2 separate regions of the Canis lupus genome follow, and region 2 is linked to region 1. A link is a contact called in public Hi-C data. All regions are on one chromosome and are shown on one strand. The core of a region is the stretch at or near the end of the contact, and the rest is flanking DNA. Distances in the headings are between cores, read along the strand shown.

Region 1 (5,659 bases), core at 2,370-4,869:
GTTAAGCGTCTACCTTCAACTCAGGTCATAATCATGGGGTCCTGAGATGGAACCCCACATCAGGCTCTCTGCTCATTTGGGAGCCAGCTTCTCCCTCTCCCTCTGCCTGCTGCTCACCCTGCTTGTGCACCCTCTCCCTCTCAAATAAATAAATATTTTTAGAAAAAGAAATCTGCTTTTCCAGAACTTGCCGCATAATGCTGTCTTTTGATAACCCTCAGAGGCATGTGCAGGTAACAAAATCGCCTGTTACCAGCAGTATCTAATGCATTTTCTCCTGCCCACACTCCATGCCATGCCAATAATAGCAACCCCAAAGTAAAAGTCAGCAATTCACTTTTGCCAGCTACCTTTGTCCCTGGGCAACAGAATGCCAGGACCTCCTTCTAGCACCGGGAGAATGAATGGCTTCTGTGCCCCTGAGAAGCCACATCCCGCTGACCTGAGAAAGATGAAGATGGCCTTCCGGAAAGACACGCCATCAACCTGCTCGTAGTAGTCTAGAAACGGCTTGATTGCATCGATGATTCCAGGGTGCAGTTTGTCCATCTCATCAAATATGAACACAGAGCTCGCACATGCGCTCACGTTACCCCGAATCCATGCTTGTAACTGGTCCTAGACCAACCATAAAAGAAAGAGGATGCAGAGGCTCAAAGGCTGTGGCTAGGGGAGAAGCACAGCACGGTTCCTCATGCTCTGCGAGATGACAAATTCGAGCTCTCTGGGATTTCAGTAAGAGCTTGGAAAATGCCCCCTAACGTCCATTCACTGGGTAACAGCTTTTCCGGAACTTTATCTATAAAAAGTGGAAACTGGCAGATAGGTGCTAAAATGCAAAGTTGTTTTTTTTCCCCACCCTAACTCAAATGGTTTGCTAAATGTTACTTTTTAAAGGTGTAAGAGCAAGAAGCATGGATATTCATCAGTTCACTGTTAACCAGCCCATAATTTTAGCTCACTGTGGCCTGAAATCTCAAGTTCATTTTAGCAGACAGACTGAGGAATAAGAAGCTGGACTCAGGCTTGCAGTGCCCTCAAGCTGTGCCTATACCGATGCAGGGAACAAACTGAGCTGGCATTCCATGGAAAGCATTTGTTCCTATGCTTTCCTGAGACAAAGATATCCAAGCAACAAGCCCTACACCCCAACACATGAAAGGCTCCAGAGGCACCCTCATCTATTTACTGTTTTCCTAGAGATTCATGAAAGAATTCAGGAAACCAAAATTATTTCTTTTCAGCAATTTCCCAGCTCAGTTTGTGTGGCAAATAGCCACTGTCATTTCCTTGTTCAGTTCAGTTTGTTTCTTATCTAGGTCCCCACCTAACACTGGGGCTATTAACCTTTATAAGAACGAAGGCCACTGAAACAAGAACCCTACTAGACAACTTAATAGAAATTAAATGTAGAAATAATATCTCAAAAGGAAGAATGATCATAAAGGGTCAATTCTGCGAGGCTTTCATTTGACAAAAGAAAGCAAAAAAAAAAAAAAAGAAAAAAGAAAGAAAGCAACACCAAGGATTTGGATGGGAAGAACAAAGGAAATAACAGCTACTGAGGGAAAAAAAAATCCTCTAGTCTACAGTGCTAAATGCAGAGTGTTAACTACAGACACTGCATCATAGGTGGGAGGCTTTCATGAAGCCATGTCAGAACAAATCATTTAAGACTGCTCCATGTCAGGGGCACCTGGGTGGCTCAGTGGTTGAGCGTCTCCCGTTGGCTCAGGTTGTGATCCCGGAGTCCTGGGATTGAGTCTCACATCAGGTTCCCCACAGGGAGCCTGCTTCTCCCTCTGCCTATGTCTCTGCCTCAATCTATGTCTCTCATGAATAAATAAAATCTTTAAAAAAAAAAAAAAAAAGGGATCCCTGGGTGGCGCAGCGGTTTGGCGCCTGCCTTTGGCCCAGGGCGCGATCCTGGAGACCCGGGATCGAATCCCACGTCAGGCTCCCGGTGCATGGAGCCTGCTTCTCCCTCTGCCTGTGTCTCTGCCTCTCTCTCTCTCTCTCTGTGACTATCATAAATAAAAATAAAATAAAATAAAATAAAACCTTTAAAAAAATAAAATAAAAAAAAAAGACTGCTCCCCTTCCTTCATCAAGGGCTGGGACAAGAAATCTGAACACGTTCATTCATTGTAGAACGTGGTTACTCTGCAAACCCAGAGTTGGTGAGCTGGGCCCAAGTTTCTGATTTCCCACAAGGCCAGAGGGATAAGGAGCAAGTGCCCTCGCCTCTCTTGGCTCAATCTTTTAATGGAAATAAATTCACCTGTCCCACTGTATTATTTTGTAATCAAATGGAAAAAAAAAAAAAAGTCGTGGGAGAGCTCTGCAAATAGCAATACCTGTCCCACTGTATTATTTTGTAATCAAATGGAAAAAAAAAAAAAAGTCGTGGGAGAGCTCTGCAAATAGCAAAAGGTTACTGGGGGCAAGTGTGCCTTAACTCAATGGGGCCTGGGACTACTGCAGTGCAAAAAGAAGCAGCAGAGGCCGGAGTTAGTGAGCAGGTGGCCCAGACCAGTCCAAGCGGCCTGTGGATAGGATAACACGATTCTCTTGCCTGGTACAGTTTTATCTGTTGCTCGTGAGGGAAGTGCAGAGTCGAGACAAACAAGTGGACAAAGTTACTCTTCAGGCCTTTTGAGTGAAGATTTTCAGCCACAATTTGGCTGACAAAATTCTTGCCCGTGCCAGCCCAGCCATGTAAGGAAAGAGTCAGCGGTTTCTTGGGATTTTTGTTGTTCTTGAAGCCAGTCAGCGCCTTGAGAATCACCTCTGTGGCCAGATGCTGCCCAAAGAGCTTCTCCTCTAATTCCAGCTTGAGGGCTGCAGGAGCCAGCCGGAGAACAGAGAGAAAAACACACATTAAACAGGCACCAGAAAAGCAGCACTTTCCCCAGCTGGCCAAAGCGAAAGGCACATATTAGTAAGCAGTTCAGCAGGGTGCCTGCCAAACCCCAGGGCTGGCCCGGAGGCAGATGCCACTTCCACGGATGTCCTCCTTAATACTCCAGTGTCTGATAAGGAAGCTAAACGTGTTCATTCATCCAGGGATGAGCCCTCTCTTGAGTGACCTGCATGCTATTCCCCAGACACCCCTGCTGGCTTGTAAGAAAACCAAGGGCCACGTGTGGGCTTTCTGGGCAGCCGCTGCACGTCTGAAAACTACTTAATAGGACTGCCACGGTGCAGAGAGCTGGGCACGCTGCTCTCAGCTTCTTCTTACTGTACTCGCAGGGAATCCGAGGCCTGCAGGAAGGAGGCTGGGCGGAGCCCCACGACCGGGAGCATGGATCTCAGAGGGCACGGCTTCCAGGGCTGCAGTCCGGACCGAGGCCCCGTCCGTCCTCCCGCCCGCCCGAGCTCCGGGGGAGCGCCGCGCCCCTCGCGGGCCGACCCGCCCTACCCGACGCGTTGAGCCGCTGCTCCTCGAGGCAGCACTCGGCGAAGCGGCAGAACAGGTCCGTGTAGGACAGGTAGCCGGTGAGCGCCGACGCGGCCGCGATGGCGATGCCCACGCTGATGGGCTCCAGCCCCGCCACCGCGCGGGCCGCCAGCAGCAGCCCCACCGCCGCCGCACGTCCGGGCCGCGCCGCCCGCCGCATCGCCCCGCTCGCAGCCCGCCAGCCTCAGCGCCGCGCCGCCCGCTCACCGAGGCGCCGGCCGGACTTCCGGCCCCGGCACTTCCGCCCCGCAGGCCCACCCACCCCTCGGCGCGGCCGCGGCCTGGGGGCGGAGCGGGGGCGGGGCTGTGCGCCGCCATCTTTGTGCGTGGCGCGAGCGCGGTCCAGGGCCTCGGCTGTCGTGAGCCCGGCCCCGCCCCCTGGCCCCGGCCCCGCCCCTGGCCCCGGCCCCGCCCCCCGGCCCCGGCCCCGCCCTGTTCTCACCGCTCTGCGCCCTGCCTTCTCCGCGCCCCACGCCCGCCTTTGCCAGCCCTTCCCCTGGACCGTAGTGACCCTCTCCACGAATGCCCACCTGCCTGCCTCCTTGAGACAGCTGCCCTGCGCCCTGGGCACCTGGGCCCACCCCACCCCGGGAGGCACCACGACTGCGGTCCCCGGCGCACAGTCCGGCCCAAGCCCGCTGTGCCATTGCTCCTGCTGCGAGGCCCGCCCCAGCCGGTGCCCGGGGGACAGGGGGACGCGGCGGTGAAGGAGGGGGGTGGGCCCTGGCCGGCTGGAGCCCCGGGGCCGTGGAGCAGCGAAGGAAGGCTTCCGTCTACACTGGGGATCCAAGGAGTCGGTCAAGAAGTGAGGAGTGGGCCGTCTACACAGAACAGAAAGTGCAAGGGGCGCCTGGGCGGCTCAGTGGGTGAAGTCTGCCTTCCACTCAGGTCTTGATCCCGGGGAGGCCCTGCTCAGCGGGGAGCCCGCTTCTCCCTCTCCCTCTGCCTGCTGCTCCCCCTGCTTGTGTTCTCTCTGTCTGTCAAATAAACAAAAATCTTACAGAAGAAGAAGAAAGAAGGAAAAGTGCAATTGGGGGAAGTATTTCACGTGCATGAGGCTGATGAGAATGAGGATGCGGAGCCAGCAGATACTGGAATGGGAAGGCTGCAAGTGCTGTAAGGAGTCCGCCCCCTGTTCTGGGGACCATAGGGAGCCACAGAAGGTTTCGCACAGGGAGCGGCGTCTCACACAGAGATCCCTCTGGCTGTTTTGTTCAGTAAGGAAGCTGGCCCAGGCTTTGCTGAAATTAGCTGAGTTTACCCATCAGCTAACCTTTCAACAGACGTTTAATGAACACCAGCTCTGTGTCAGAATGCCATATGCTGGGGATACAGCAGGAGCAGGGCAGACAGAGACCTGTCTCCACAGAGCTCTCGGTCTGCAGTGAGGAAGCCAGACGAGCAGCAGATGGGTTACATCCAGTGTGGTCTGTGCTGTGATGTAGGATGCACAGAGGAGGCACCTCACCCGGTCTGCAGCCTGGGGAAGGCTCCCCTCCATGTCTCAGTGTAGACCTGAACAATGGAGTAACATTGCTGTGGGGTTAGATTCCATTGAATTACACTAGAAGAGCAAAGTAACAGTATCATCTTAAGATGTTGATACAATAGACAGGAAATCGGGTCTTCTGTAACCATTTAAAGTTATGATGAAAATTTTCAATGTCAGTCTAAAAATGCACAGGAGTATGTGTGAGCAAAAAACATGTGACAACCCCTTCTGGAAAGCATACCCTGCTTGGTAGTCATTGGCTCTTCATCCTTCATGTTAGCTCTGCATTGAATTTATGTAGTTGGTGCCTCCCTTCTGGATTAGCAGTGGCTAAGAAAGGACTTATGTATGGATCCAGAGCTTGGTTCTCTGGCCAGATGGCCTCCTTCCTTTCCACCATCAGCCTCTTTGTTGCCACATCTTCCCTGTCTCCCCACTCTACAATCCTAGCCTGCCCTGAGGCTCTCTGCTAGACCCCTTCTTTCTCCCTCCTCTCTCCCTGGGTGAAAGGCCCCAACTTTCTCCCTCAAGACCCTGCATCTGGCTGCACACTGGATATCTCCATTTGGCTATTCCCCAGACATGTCAGCACCCATAGAGTCAAACAGAAGCCTTAATTGTTTTCTGCAAACATGTCCCTCCCCCCATGGTCCTTATCTCAGGAAGTGGACTCATTTCCAGCAGTTGCTTAGACCCAAAGCTAGCAC
Region 2 (5,845 bases), core at 2,952-5,451, 140 kb after region 1:
AACCCTCCCCCAGGCCCCAGCTGACCGACAGAAAGCCATTCCACTAAAGGGGTGTTGTGCCTTAACACAAACACACACAGGAAACCAAGAACAGCCAAGGAGGGAATTCAGACCCCTTAACACAGTCAAGGGCCCCATCCCCCAGGGGATCATCCTCTCTCTCTGGGCCATCATTCTACACATTCAGACCTTGTACAAGACCGACCCGCCCCACTGCCAGGGCCTCTGACACCGGCTGTTTCTATCCCAGAGAGATCCCGCTGTTGATGGGCAGCAGAGCCTGGGCCTCTGGTTCCATCTGGCAGCCCCTGGGCAAACAGGCTGACCTTGGCTCCAAGGGCTCTCGCGGGGAGCTGCCTTCTGAGTGGCACCAGTGGGGAACTGGAACGGGAGCTGGGTCCAAGGTGAAATACGATAGCGACTCCCATGCAACGGGCACTACTGTGCCCGGCTCTGACCTGAGCATTTTACTGAATCCTGACACCTCCCCTCCGAGTGCGTGCTCTCCTTAATCCCCGTTTCTCACAGGGGAAACTGAGGCTCAGATGGGAAAGGGCCTAGCTACGGTCCCCGGACGCACCCCCGGGGGAGTGCCCCGTCCAGGGTCCGGCCGCCTCGACCTTCCTCCCCCACCCGCCGCCACCGGTGGCCCAGGTCCGACCACCCCGGGGCCCGCACGTGGGGCTCGGGCAGCTCGCGCCGGGTCACGTGACGAGCCGGGGCCTCAGGGCGCCGAGGCAGTTGGGGACCGGGGCCTCCCCTCCCCCGGCGGCCACGGCTCCCCGCTCCGCCGCGCGCTACTCACCCCGGGCGGGGGCTCCCGGGACCCGGGAGAAGAGGACGGGAAAGAGGATGCGGAAGACGGCGGCGGCGGCGGCGGCGAAGACCCCACAAGCCCACCACCAGCTCCGACAGACCGCGGACAAACGCGACACCTCGCGGCGCGCGCTGCCTTTGTCCCCACACGTCACTTCCGGGAGCCCGGGGCGGGGCCGCCGCTAGCCCCGCCCCGCGGCCGGTTCGCCCCGCCCCGCGGGCTGCTGACCTCAGTTGACTTCTGGGTCCGTGCAGGACCTCTCGGGCCTGGAGCCTCCGCGCCGCGCCTCTCCTGCCTCCAGCACGCGCACCAGTGCGGTTAGAGGCTGAAGGCTGGACTTTTGAAAGCGAACGTTCTGTAGGTTTCCACTGGGTAAAAAGAGGCGGGGCGAGGGGGAGGAGGTGCCTTATTACCCAAATTGCACCCGTAATAATTTGCATTAAAAAAAATATGCATGGGGATCCCTGGGTGGCTCCGCTGTTTAGCGCTTGCCTTTGGCCCAGGGCGTGATCCTGGAGTCCCAGGACTGAGTCCCCCATCGGGCTCCCGGCATGGAGCCTGCTTCTCCCTCTGCCCATGTCTCTGCCTCTCTCTCTCTGTGTCTCTCATGAATAAATAAATAAAATCTTTTTTAAAAATAAAAAATAAAAACATACAGATCAAAGGAAGGAAGGAAAGAAGGAAAGAACAGAGAAAGAAAGGAAGATATCCCTGACAGTGCCAAGGGGCTGTTAGCCCAAATACACAGAACTAGTTCTTGAAGTTTCCATTCCAAAAAACCTGCCCTCCCATAGGCTCCTCCCATATATAGAAATTTTGGAGGAGTCCCTGAAACAACCTTGATGGAATGTGAGTTTGCAGGTGGGTAGGCCTTGTGAACCTCTCCAAGCCTCAGTCTCCTCTTCTGCCAGTGTTCAATGTGTAGGATAGCCCAGGTCCAACCTTCAGCCCTGTGCCTGCAGGGGGCTCTCAGTAAATAGTATTTATCATTAGTTCATTTTTCCCAAACTGATGCTCTGGTCTTAGATTTACAGTGCCTTCCTCTGGGCTTTGCACACAGGAGGTTCTTTAAAAGTGTGTTTGCTCGCACACCTGGGTGGTTTAGTTGGTTAACCGTCTGCCTTTGCTCAGGTCATAACAGGGTCCTAGGATTGAGTCCCACATCCGGCTTCCTGCTTCCTGCTTAGTAGGGAGTCTGCTTCTCCCTCTTCCCCTTCCCCCTGTTCATGCTTTTTCTCACACACATTCACTCTCTCACAAATAAATGAATAAAATCTTTTTTAAAAAAGTGTTTAACGAAGTGAAAGCTATGGGAGGGGGAGCTGCTGACTGCTGTGGAGTCCTCCAAATCCGTTTATGTATATATTATATGGCATCCTCTCCAGAGTACTCCAGGTCAGACTTGGTTTCCCTGACCTGGGCCCCTGTCCTAAGCTTCATTTTCCATACGTTAAAGAGAAGGGGATAAATCCTAAGCAATCTCAAATGCTAGGTGCATCTATAATTTTCCTTTGGGGGCAGCTCTGAGCCCGGCTCTTTTAGGGGTGCCTAAAAATCCACCCCCACCTTTTTTTTTTTTTTTTTTTTCCTGTCAATGGATGAGAAAGTCCCTTCCCTACACCTGGTCTCTGAGGCCTTTCCAGATCTGGACAGCTCCAACCTCAAAGCCTCTTGCATCACTGAATTCCCAAGCCTTGCACACAGTAGTTGGTCAAGAAATGTTTGCAGCATGCCAAGGGCTGGAGGGCTCTTTAGAAATCATCTAGTTAGTGAGGTGCTCCTCATCCATTTTCTAAAAACTCATGTGCTCTTAGAATAAATATAAAAAAGGTTCACCTTCCCCACTCAATATTCCAATTTCCTGAGGAGGTATGCCCTTCCATCCCATTGAGTATTTGCAGAAAATGGGAATACATCAGCTATGATGCCTCCTCCAGGCTGACTTACAAAATTGTAAAATGATATCATTCCAGTGAAATTGCTGGTCCAAACAATCCTCCCCCACTCATGTTTCACAGAATAAGCTTTTCCCCTGCCCTTCCTAGTCAAGAGTCACAGATGGGGCCCAACAGTCTGTTTTACTATGGAGCCCTGAGAACAGACAGACTTTCCAGCATTACACAGCAAACAGAAGCAGAGCCTGGATCTGAAATTGGTTCTCTTCATTTCCAGGCCTACTATATTCTTACTGCCCAGGATTCTGGTTGAAATTGTACTTCCAGAGCTGCCCAGCTCAAACTTGACCCACCTGGGCCTCCCAGATCCAGAGAGGGAAGTGGAACCCTGAGCCCTCTGCCCCTGGCTTGGGCCTGGCTGCCCTGGTCAGGAGTTCCACCAACTCCCTTGTGAATATAGCCTTGGCTTCCTGAGCACAAAGCCCCACCTTCTGTCTTCAGGCCCAAAAGCCCACTGTTCCTCACATGGCCTTGGGTGAGGGGCAGATCACAATGACCCTGAACAGGCCCTTGAGGCAGCAGGGAGGGTGCAGCAGAGAGACCAGGCTGGGAAGATGGGATCTCCCAAGGACCAGCCCACCGATTAGGGGGCTCTAAACTCAAGGGACCTTCTCTGGACCCACTAGAAGCCCCACTAAGGTAAGTGTAACACCAGGAGCCAGCTCAGAGATAACAATCTGGGAGGAGAGTGTGGTAGGGAGGCAGCAGGCTCTAAGACACCCCCCCCCCCCCCGTGTCAAAAGCTGGGAGCAAGTGTAGGACTCTGTCTCCCAAAGGGCAAGTTTGTTAAAAATATGTGTCTTGGAGCGCCTGGCTGGCTCAGCCAGTAGAGCTTGTGACTCTTGATCTCTGGGTTGTGAGTTCGAGCCCCACATTGGAGGTAGAGATTACTTAAAAATAAAATCTTAAAGAAAAAATATGTATCTTGGCTCCAAACCTATTGAATCAGAATCTGAGGCATCTGTACTCTCAACAAGCTCTCCGCCCAAGGGGCCCTAACGGCCCAGCAGGACTGGGCAACTGCTAGGCAGGTGTCTCCTTTCAAACCTGGTTCCAGGTTTCCTAATTCCCGGTGGAGTGCTAATAGATAGCATAATAGACCTTGAACACTCCAGTGTGCTTAGTCACAGAGGAGCAGGTGCTCTGTTATCCCCATTCTACAGATAAAGGCATGAGAGAAGTGAATCAATTGGCTTGTCCAAGGTTGCAAAGCTAATAAGTAGTGGAACTGAGACGAAATCCTAAATAACAATTTTAAAGTAATTATAACAACAATAGTAGCAGCTAGCTTTAATTGAGCATGCACAAAGTGCCTGGCACTATTCTATGCCATTTACACGTGCTCACTCACCTAAACGTCACAGCAACTCAGAAAGGCATGTACTCTGACGTGACCATTTTGCAGGTGAGGAAACAGAGGCTGGGCAAGCTCTGGCCTGAAGCCACTGGCGGCCAGAAGAGAGACAGTGGCGTTACCCCCTAACCACAAGTCCCTCCCCACCCCGGGCACTATGGCTTGGGGGCTGGCCTATGCCCTCCTCTCCACTTCACACGGCACCCCCCGCCCCCCCCTCTGGCGTGAGAATGCCCTGAGCTGAGCGCAGGGCCAGACAATGCCCAGGCGTCTCCCCAACCCCGGGGCCCAGCAGATGGCGTTCAAGGGGCTCCCCGGCGACGGCGCTCGCGGAAGGGGAGGCCCGCTGCTGCCCAGCCTGCCCCTGCCGCAGCTCCGCAAGGTCTCGGGCGCGGGGGTCCCCGACAGCTGGAGGGCCTCGGGGGTAGGCGGCGGCGGGTGGTGGCCGAGCGGGTCCTCGTACCCGGAGATGGGCGTGGGCGTCAGGAGCCCCTCGCTGCGCCTGCCAGCCCTGCCCACCGCGGCCCAGCGGGCGGCGCAGAACCGGACAAAGCTGAGGTCACTCCTGCTGCCGCCCCCGCTCCTGGCCAGGGCGCCCCGGGAACCCGCGCCCCCGCGCGCCAGGCCGGGGGAGAGCGAGGATCCCTGGCGGGGCGCGGCCTGGGAGGCCCCGGATTCGCTGCGCGGTCTCCTAGGAGAGCTCCTCCCCAGCAGGGTCCGCGAGTTCCTGCACCAGCGGCGGGCAGAGCGCGCAGGGCCGCCGCCGGGTGAGGCCCCGCCCGGGTCGGCCCCGGGGGGGCGGGGCGGGGGCGGGGGCGGGGCGGGGCGGGGGGCGGGGGCGGGGCGGAGTCATTTCCGGAGCGAATGGAGCTACTACTGCTAGCGGAGTCCGCCCGCCGAAGTCCTGCCGACCACCCCTGGAGGGCGGGTCTCCCATTGCCCCCCCCTTTTTTTTTAAGATTTTATTTATTTATTCATGAGAGACAATGAGAGAGAGACAGAGACACAGGCAGAGGGAGAAGCAGGCTCCATGCAGGGAGCCCGATGTGGGACTCCATCCCGGATCCCGGGATCACGCCCTGAGCCAAAGGCAGACACTCAACCGCTGAGCTACCCAGGTGTCCCCCATTGCCCCTTTTGTACAGTTGAGGAAACCGAGGCCCAAGGCCATATAACTAGGGAGAGCCTCGTAAGGACCGTCCCCAAGCAAAGGCTCATGGCTATCTCCACCTCCTCCTGGCTAGCATCCTCAGCATCACGACCCAAAAGGAGTGTGTCAGAGCAATGCCACAATTCTCCCCAGTGTCCCCACTGTTCTTTCCTTCCAGACCTGAGGTAAGTATCCATTACCTGCTGATGGGGACAGGGTTGCTGACAATGATCCGAAGGTGGGGAGGACCCTGACCACTCATGCCAGGTGTGGCTTGTTTATCTTCAAGGGGCCAGTCATCATACTTCCAGGATAGTCTTAAGAAGATTTTGCTCCATCAGATACCTGCCGCGGGGACCCTGAGGAAAGATCGTTCACAATTCACCCTCAAGAAAGGCAACCAGTGAGTTACAGGAGCCTGGCGGTAGGGGGTGGGGAAAAGGAGCATTCCTTCTTTTCTTTCCTATTGTCTTTTGCCCATGAATTTACCTATCTGTCCACCTATACATCCATCTATGTGTCCATCCACGAATCAGGTCTTCTGCCAAATCCATAATCCGTCCATGCAT

What was found. A called contact is a pair of places that touch in the nucleus more often than the background predicts.
Region 2: a contact with region 1 is called in a Hi-C map of blood, with 5 times the contacts expected there. The contact joins the promoter of C9H9orf50 here to the promoter of TOR1B in region 1. A contact is called at or near these places in 4 of 9 Hi-C or Micro-C datasets (amygdala, blood and skin fibroblasts).

Annotation. Positions count from the first base shown.
Region 1 is chr9:54,120,671-54,126,329 of UU_Cfam_GSD_1.0, forward strand. TOR1B (torsin-1B) reads right to left here and starts at 3,620. Exons shown (of 5, transcript XM_038546059.1): 1 at 3,422-3,620; 2 at 2,576-2,841; 3 at 443-618. The coding sequence starts at 3,620.
Region 2 is chr9:54,259,183-54,265,027 of UU_Cfam_GSD_1.0, forward strand. It overlaps C9H9orf50, which reads left to right and starts at 4,202. Exons shown (of 7, transcript XM_038549078.1): 1 at 4,202-4,893; 2 at 5,272-5,461; 3 at 5,566-5,679. The coding sequence starts at 4,386. NTMT1 (N-terminal Xaa-Pro-Lys N-methyltransferase 1) reads right to left here and starts at 1,185. Exons shown (of 4, transcript XM_038549093.1): 1 at 1,046-1,185.